Linked DNA regions of Muntiacus reevesi: region 2 is linked to region 1. A link is a contact called in public Hi-C data. All regions are on one chromosome and are shown on one strand. The core of a region is the stretch at or near the end of the contact, and the rest is flanking DNA. Distances in the headings are between cores, read along the strand shown. Region 1 holds the start of CPEB4 (cytoplasmic polyadenylation element binding protein 4). Region 2 holds the start of BOD1 (biorientation of chromosomes in cell division 1).

What was found. Hi-C and Micro-C count contacts between places; a contact is called where the count stands out from the background.
Region 2: a Hi-C map of muscle shows a contact between it and region 1, with 5 times the contacts expected there. The contact joins the promoter of BOD1 here to the promoter of CPEB4 in region 1. A contact is called at or near these places in 2 of 3 Hi-C or Micro-C datasets (blood and muscle).

Annotation. Positions count from the first base shown.
Region 1 is chr14:62,494,485-62,498,746 of mMunRee1.1, forward strand. It overlaps CPEB4 (cytoplasmic polyadenylation element binding protein 4), which reads right to left and starts at 2,471. Exons shown (of 8, transcript XM_065905149.1): 1 at 1-2,471. The coding sequence starts at 1,047.
Region 2 is chr14:62,761,938-62,766,199 of mMunRee1.1, forward strand. It overlaps BOD1 (biorientation of chromosomes in cell division 1), which reads left to right and starts at 2,382. Exons shown (of 3, transcript XM_065905673.1): 1 at 2,382-2,826. The coding sequence starts at 2,590. It overlaps LOC136146551 (a long non-coding RNA gene), which reads right to left and starts at 2,196. Exons shown (of 3, transcript XR_010659011.1): 1 at 2,058-2,196; 2 at 1,305-1,448.

The DNA.
Region 1 (4,262 bases), core at 1,221-3,720:
GGCATACTTCTGGAGCTGAATATGATTGCTTGCAAAATTCTTCTTCAAAGGCGAGATGGAGTTCAAGGGCGTTATTCCTCCGTTCAGCCCTCTACGGTGATCCCGGCCTTGGGACCCTCCCCAGCCACCATATCCACCACCTCCTGGGCTCCAGGAAGAAGACGGTGTAGGAGAGGGACTCTGGTAACTGCTCCACGGAGAAGGGGGCTTGCTAAGATTATTCGCCAAATGAGGCAGCTGGTTAAAAGCAGCATTTCTATGTGTGAAAGGTGGGGGATGGGGACTGGCAGGAGACCTCCTTTGCTGCTGATGCTGGCTGTGATGATGCTGGAAATGAGGGTGATGAGGGTGGTGCTGTGAGAGAGGCCCAATTTGAGGAGAGAAGCTGCCTCCGAAGCCAGGGCTGACATGATGGGGGAAATTTTGAAACAACAGAGCACCGTTATTAGCCGAAGCAGCTGGGACCCCTCCCTGGTGAAAGAAACTTGCATCTTCATTGATGATTGTAGAGGAGGAAGGCGCTATCGCTGCTGACCAGTTACTGAAACCAGTGAGAGACGATGCACTTGATGTCAAGGGTTGGGTCGAAGTACCTAGCCCCGTGGCTTCTTGATAATCAAACCCTGTCAACACTGGTGATTCGATTCTTATTTTCTCCTTCCCATTGCCATTTTCTGAAGAATTGTCCCCTTGATTTTCTTCAGGTTTAGCCTTCTCAGTTTCAGGCAGTATTCCAGCTTCCTGACCTGGACTGGGGGAAAGCTGCTGCTTTTCCAAAGGGTCTTGCGGTTCCTGTTGCTGACTTTTTGCTTTTTCTGATCCCAAGATCTCATCCTGAATGTTATGGGTAGCCGGAGCAGGAAACAGCCAAGCTGACCCGGCACTGCTGCCATTGGCAGCAGTGTTATTATTTATAAAAGCAGCAGGGCTGGGGGTGGCATTTTGGTGATGGTGTGGAGGCTGCAGATGTGGATGGAATCTGACTGGAAAAGCAGATTTATTCCCAGTATTGCTTTGCACTAGCACTCCAAACCCGTAATCCCCCATTTATTATTTTTAGGCTCAGAATCTTAAAGATAAAAAACAACAACCTGGTATCTCAAGCCTTTGTATCCTCTACTCCAAATGTAAGTTGCTTGTTTGAAACGTCTTATTTTAGCTAGCTCAAAGATGCAGCTTATCACCCTAAATAGTTCAGATTTGGAATTCTGGTCTCTGAAAGAAAAAAAAAAAACTAAAAAAAAAATCTTAAAACACTGACATGAATTCAACTAGGCTTATTTCTAGGAAGGAATAAAAACGAAGAGGGTAAAAATCAAGTCTTTGGTTAGTAAAATAGGCGCTTTCTTTTTCCAAAGGAAAACGTACATGAATGACAAAAACACAGCTTCTCAAGCATCTATGGATGTAGAAGAATAAGCATTGCGAGGAGTAAAAATATATATATATATAATTTAACAATCACATATGGTCTTCTTCAGCAGTTTAGATTCACTCACATAAAAATTAGAATAGGGCTAAGAGGAGAATAGGTTCTTTTCTTGGCAGCTTGGTTAAAAAAAATCAGGAATAATTTAAGAACATTATATATTATATATTTATATATATAGATTATATTAGGTTATCTGGGATAGGGGGCAAATTCCTGGTTGCGGGAGAGGAAATCAGCATTGACTAATGGAAAGATGACTGCAGGGAGGTTTCTGCTCTTCCTGGTCCTGTTTCTGCTCTTTCACGGGGTGCAGTTTTGGCCTCTGGGGCTGTTCCTGAAGCTCTGGGTGCAGATCTTGCTGCTGTCGCTGTTCCTGGGCTCCCCCTGGCCTCCTCTCCCCCATGAAATGGTTTGGAAACACACCCGTTTCTCCCTCGTGGGGGTGTCGCGATCAGGATGAATTAGGGAGACTCGACGAGAACGAGCTGGCGGCCCGGGGGTGCGCGGACCAAGGGGGCGACCTGGAAGGTCCTGCGGTTTCGGCCTCTTCCCCTCTCTGCGGCTCCGGGGTTTTTTTCCCTCATGGGACCCAGGGGCGGTTTGTTCAGTTCTCTCAGTTCGATTCTCCGCAGGGGGGAGGGGGTATGGGGGTGCGGGGGGGGGGGGGGAAGAGGGAAAAAAAGAAAACCCCACTAGCTTAGTTGTTCTAAAAGAGAAGGGCCTCCCCCCTTTGCTCTCTCTCTTTTTGCCCCCAGATTTTTTTTAAAACTATAATTTAGAAGGCTTTTGTTTCTCCTCACGGTTGCTGGGCCGTCGTCGTCGCCGCTGCTTTACCCCGGTCCCGCAGTCCCCACTGTCGTAGTTGCGAACTCCGCCTGGCTCTTCTTCTTCTCTCCTTCTTCCTCCTCTTCCTCTTCTGCTGTCGCCGCCGCTGCTGCTGCTGCTGCCGCTGCCGCCGCCGCCTCCCGGTGCCGGGTCCAGCAGCCGCGGCTGAGTCCTTCTCCTCAGGACCTAGCCGAGTGAAATGACAACCAGCTGGAAAGACCTAGAGACACTTCCGGTTCGAAAAGGGAGGGGTGGGTTAGGGCAGACACCCCGCCCACCTGCCTAAAGGCCAATAAGCTGCTAGAATTCAGATAAGGCCACGCCCATAACCCAGGTGCCCTCCCAGGAAGGTCGAAAAGTTACGTCGAGAGACGCCCCTTCCGTCTGCGCCTCGCCCAGTGAGGCCTGGAGCCTGGAACTCGCTCTACTACCCGGAGGGAGCCCAGCGAGTCGCCATCTTTAGTGTGGGCAAAGGACTACTGCGCTGTTTATTTCGCTTAACCACGCTTTGCAGGAGGAGCGTACTGAGACGCGCGGAAGAGAACGGATTGCCCTAGCACTGTGGAAAAGAGCCCAGGAGTAGGAGATCGGAGTGGCTACCCATGAAACCGCGGATGAACGAGAGGACTGCCCAGAGTAAACGTGGTTCCCCAGGCATCTCGTGCTTTGGCTCGAGCTCCGCCCCAGAGGGATCTGGAAGAGGAGGCGGGTTTTACCAGCTGCTGTAAGGTGCCTAGAATTGCGTATGTCCTTGTCCTGAAAGTGGATCTTAAACGGGACTCTCCCTTCACCTTCCATCCCCCCACCCCCACTCCTCCTGCTTGGTTTAGGCTCCCGTCCGGTGCAGTGTTTCAGGCACAGAGATACAGCTGCTATAGGCCTCCGCGGCCGAGCCCTCCTTATTCCCATCCGCTCTAATGGACCCTACCCGCTTATTAGGGGAACATTTCCAAAACGAAGAATCCTAACCAGGATCCTCACCTGTTCTGCTCTCTCTACGACTGCCCACTACCTCCTTGAAAAAGACCAAACTTTTTTTTCTTTTTTTTAAAAGACCAAACTTTTTATCCTGATATTCAAGGGTTTTGCACTCTGGGGGCAGTATATCTTAACATCTCATCTCCTCCAAACGCCCCACGCCAAGCTCCTCCAAATATAACCTCAGTTCCTTTTTACCTTCTGTTTCCTCTCTCCTTCACCTGGTAAACTCTTACTTAGTTTTAGGAATCGGTTCAAAAGCTACCAATTCTGTCTTCTGAAATCCCTCTTGAATGAATATCCATGGCCCAGTATATTTCTCGTGCTTGTCACCCTCTATTGTAATGGTTGCTTATGTCTCCTGGACCTGTGGTCACCTGTGGGCTCTTTGAGGAGAGAACCTTGTATTGATAGATAGGAATCATCAGCGAATGGATGCTGAAAAAAAGAGTGAACAAACCAACTACAATGATAACCTTCCTGAATCCTCTTTTCAGGTCTGCCATTTGATTTGGGGGTAACGTCTCTCAAACTTTCATCATTTAGGTTATTCATTTGCTACTCAAGGATTCCTTGTCTTGTTCTTATTTGTACATACCCACCACTATGACCACCATCAGGACCTATATTAACAGCCCGCTCTCAGCGAAGGTTCTAAAGATGTTGAGTAGTGAGTGTTTTCCTTTAGTAGAAAATGAAAAATGAAGAAATCAGAGTAAATCCACAAGTGACTATGGCAAAAGTAGTGAGTAAAAAGGAGAGAGATCACAGACTTTTAAGAAAGATCTCATGAGAAGAAATGACTTCCACTTCCTTTCCCTAGCCTTTCCTCAATGGCCCCAACTTCTGCTGCCTCAGTTTATCAATCCTCCCATGCTTCCATGTGGAACACCTGTTTGGGATCTTCATCAGTGATTTTATTTATTTATTTATTTATTTATTGTCTTATGTCCTGAACATGAGTCTTTGTGACTCTGCTTTGAGTTCCTTGACTGTTAGGGATTGGGTCTTATTCTGCTGTTTATTC
Region 2 (4,262 bases), core at 1,132-3,631, 270 kb after region 1:
GTATTTTGGGTGTAGTGGAAACTTACCGCAACTCTGGATGAGTAATAAGCCAAGAGAAGGGGGTGACAGAGGATGAGACAGTTGGATGGCAACACCAACTCAACTGACATGAGTTTGAGCAAATTCCGGGAGATAGTGAAGGACAGGGAAGTCTGGTGTGCTGCAGTCCATGGGGTCACAGAGAGTCAAATACGACTTACCAACTGCAGAAGTCTTGATTACTTTCTCCTCATTCCCTTGACCCTACCACAACCCATTTATAGCAATTCCAGAGATAAGGTCACAGCTATAAGATTCAACCTGTTTTCACAATTCAGAATTCTAGCAACTAGGATATGATACAAGGTCCTCATGAGACTGACAAACGATTAAACCATTTGCTGTCAGTCTCTGGGATCAGTTACCCATTTGGTTATGATGAATTAATCCATCATCCCCTGCTTTTTCTGAAAGTGGTGGCTACAAATGACACCCTCCTCCACCCACCCCCAACACAGATTCTCTCTCTGACTTTATCCCAGGATTATAGGAAATAGACCGAAACTTACACGTCTACTTTGAGCTAGGTATTGAGCTCTGGGCTGGAAATGGTCTTGGCTCTAAAACTTTAACAGTGGGAACAAGTGGCCAATTAACCTATAAATTATTCACTTTCAATTACAATAATTGTTACAAGAAAGAGGCTCTGAGAGTCTATACAAGCGAGACAAGACCAATTAGGTCAGAAGGTCAGAAAAGTTTACCCTGAGGAAAGAGAGTAAGGTGTGCCTGTCAAAATGGAGAAGAGGCTGGTCAAAGTGATCAGAGAACTTACAGAATAATGAATTTGGGGCCCAGGCAGCCTGAACCCAGGCCTCTCCTGGGACTAAAAGTGGGTGATGAGTGTGGGAACAATTAGGAGAAATAGTCATTAGGAAATCCCCAGGATGGCTAAAGTATTAAGAGATAATGTTGGTTATTAACTTAACCTTTGAGGAAGACTGAACTTGAGTTAAAGGATGAGTATAAACTATAACACACCAACATTCATTTTAAGGGCTAAATGCTTTTACATGGGAAATATTGGAGTGGAGAGCATCCATAATAGAGAGATCTCGATTACTTCTCTTCTTAGGAGCCAAGGATATTGAAGACTTTACTATTTACATACCCTCCACTGCTTATGGAAGATGAGGAAATAACAATGCCTAGGTTATGGGCAGGAGTTCAGTCAGTAACAGGCAAAAGCTGAAAGGAAGAGAGGATAGTGGTGGCAGTTCCAATGGTGAATTGTAGCTACAAAAAATTGAGAAAAAAAGTCTTACCTTTGATGTCAGCTAGCTCACAAAATGTAGTACACCATAGGCTAAACATTGCCAAGATTTGGATTCAGGAAACCTGAGTTCAACCCCTCCTCTTCCATCTTTAGCTAGGTGATCAGGGTAACAAACTGTGCCTCATTTCTGGATCTGCAAAGTAGCGACAACTGCTTTTTAGATTGTGAAGTAGCGTATACAAAGTACTTGGTATCATGCCTGTAAAATTCCAATTACTCAACATTCATTTATTATTATTATAGGCTTCCCAGGTGGCTCAGTAGTAAAGAAACCACCTGCCAAAGCAGGGGACAGACACAGGAAATGTGAGTTCTGTACCTGAGTGGGGAAGATCCCCTGGAGAAGGAAATAGCAACTCCAGTATTCTTGCCTGGAAAAATTCCATGGAGAGAGGCGTCTGGCAAGCCACAGTCCATGGATGTTGCAAAGAGTCAGACAGACTGACCAAGCAAGCCAAAAAAAAAAAAAAAAAAGACACACACACACACAACAGAATCAGGGGACTTTTTTACAGCACAATTTTCTGTTATTTTTCAATTTTCTAAAATAAGTATGTATTTCTATTAAAATCAGAAGGGGAAATAAAACCCACAATTTTTGAATAAAAGAAATGACTAGTCCACTGCTTCCCACATTCCCAGATCATATCTGTTGCTCAAAAAGGGCGTGGGAATACATGTTAAAAGCAGATTCCCAGGCCACGACCTAGAAATACTGAATCAGAATCTCTAAGGGACAAACCTGTTAATCTATGCATTCAATCAGCCTAGCAGACGATTCTTACAATCAAGTACTCTGGAAACGCGCAGATTTAGAGCGAGGGGGCAGTAAGGGGACAAGGGCGAGGAAGGCCAACCCACGCTGCGGCAAACACTAGGGCCTACGCCTACAAGTCCCATTCTGTCCCGCAAACTGGAGACTCGCCCCGAAGCCTGCCGGTAGATGTAGTTTCCGTCCGCAGACCTCTGCCTATAAGAGAGCGGGAGCTGCCTGCCGGAAGACCTCCCGCCCCACAATGCAAAGGGAGGCGGTGGCGTCACTCGGAGAGCGTCCTGGACGCAGCGGGCGGTTTCCGCCGCCTCTGGCAGCAGCTCCGCTACCTGAAAGACTCCCGCGGCCGCTGTCGACGCCGACGCCGCCCTTTCCTCCTCCGTCCCCGGCGCCGCCGCCGCTTTCACCTTTTCGGGCCCCTCCGCCACCTCTCCACGACCTAGGCCCTCTGTTCCTGAGAGGAAGCCTTACTCGGGCCCCTTCGCGGGCCAGGCCCGCAGCCATGGCTGACGGCGGGGGCGGCGGGGGCACCGGCGCAGTGGGTGGTGGCGGCTCGGGACCGGCCTCGGCGGGGGCGGCGGCTGGCGCCGGGGGGGCCGGCGGGAGCGGCGGCCCCATCAACCCGGCCTCACTGCCCCCGGGCGACCCGCAGCTCATCGCGCTCATCGTGGAGCAACTCAAGAGCCGGGGTCTCTTTGACAGCTTTCGCCGGGACTGCCTGGCCGACGTGGACACCAAGGTCAGCTGAGGCGGTTTGGGCTCATGGGGGGCGGGCTGGGCGTGAGGCTGCTAGGGCTGCAGCTTCGCATTTCCAAATCTGAGAGAAAAACAAAAGGTACTTTTCAAATCTCAGCAGCGAGGAGACCGCTTGGGGCAGTGTAGGAAGCTTTCTGAGGGATGTCCACGTGGGTTCGGCTCCCCGCCCCATCCTTGCTCTGTGCGACTTAGCCCAGCAGCATCTCTGAACTTGGGCACCCATTACCGGTTTCACAGCCTCGACCCTGTATTTCCCAAGATGAGACTCCTTAGGCACCTCAGTAACAAATCTGAGGATGTTAAGGACACTGGAGAAAACCAGGTAAGCATGAATGGTTTGAATGCACAGACATCAGCCTTTCTTCTTTTCTCTAGCTCAGTGATTTGCAGGCTTGCGTATGCAGTTAATTAAAGTACATTTCCATAGAACCAGCACCCTTATTTTGTATTCCATCATTGGTTGAAAGATTCTCTGTTAGACCCTAATGCCAAGGTCAACCAGCTAATACAAGGCTGTTTCACTTGACCTTGCCCAGATTCCTTTGTATTGAGTGAAGTCACCGGTGTTGTGGCAGACAAAGAGTAGTCGCTGAAATGATGTTTACTCCCTTTTCAGAAGTTTCTCTCACATGACTGTGGTTGTAGACATAGGAGGCTCTCTTACTGAATAGGCTCCTCTAGGGAAGTAATTTCTCCTCTCTGAGCCCAACATGGAAATCTTTTGCCTACCCCACAGAAAGATTGTGAGCTTAAAACTAGGCCTTAAAGATAGGTTATCCATTAAACATTTATTGGTTAGGTTTCTGGACACAGGGTCAAGTAAGTCACTATCCTGTCCTCTAAGTGTGTATTCTGGCATAGAAAACTGAAGTGTAGACCAGATAATATGTGTAGTAAGTAGTGTATACTGTTACTAAGATTTAAAAACTCATGGAGTAGTTCTCTCCTTGAAACGGGATACTTAATTTTTCTTGTTTAACATACATATTGCCAGTGCCTCCATGTTTTCCAGTCCTGGGTGTTGTCAGCTTCCCATCGCAAGTTCCCCACTGTTTCTTATGTCTCATTAGGTTTTATGTGGCTTAACCGATGTAATATATGGTTTTTTTTTAGTCAGTGTTGAGAGTCTGTTGGGGTAGAGGGAATTGGAGCCTTCACCACTTAACACCTCCTTAGATGTTCTTTCCGGTTGTCACCAGGTTGTTTCAGTTCTTGAGGTTGTTGTCTCCAGGCACACCCTTTGCTGCTTTAGTCCCATGGTTCTCAAAGTGTGGTCCTTGGATCATCAGCGTCGCCTCAGAGCTTGTTAGATTGCATATCGTTAGGCTCCACCCCAGACTGCAGACACATGGCCGGGAATGTGTACTGCTGATGTTTGTCATTTACTTTGCAATACATCTAAAATATAAATGAATAGAC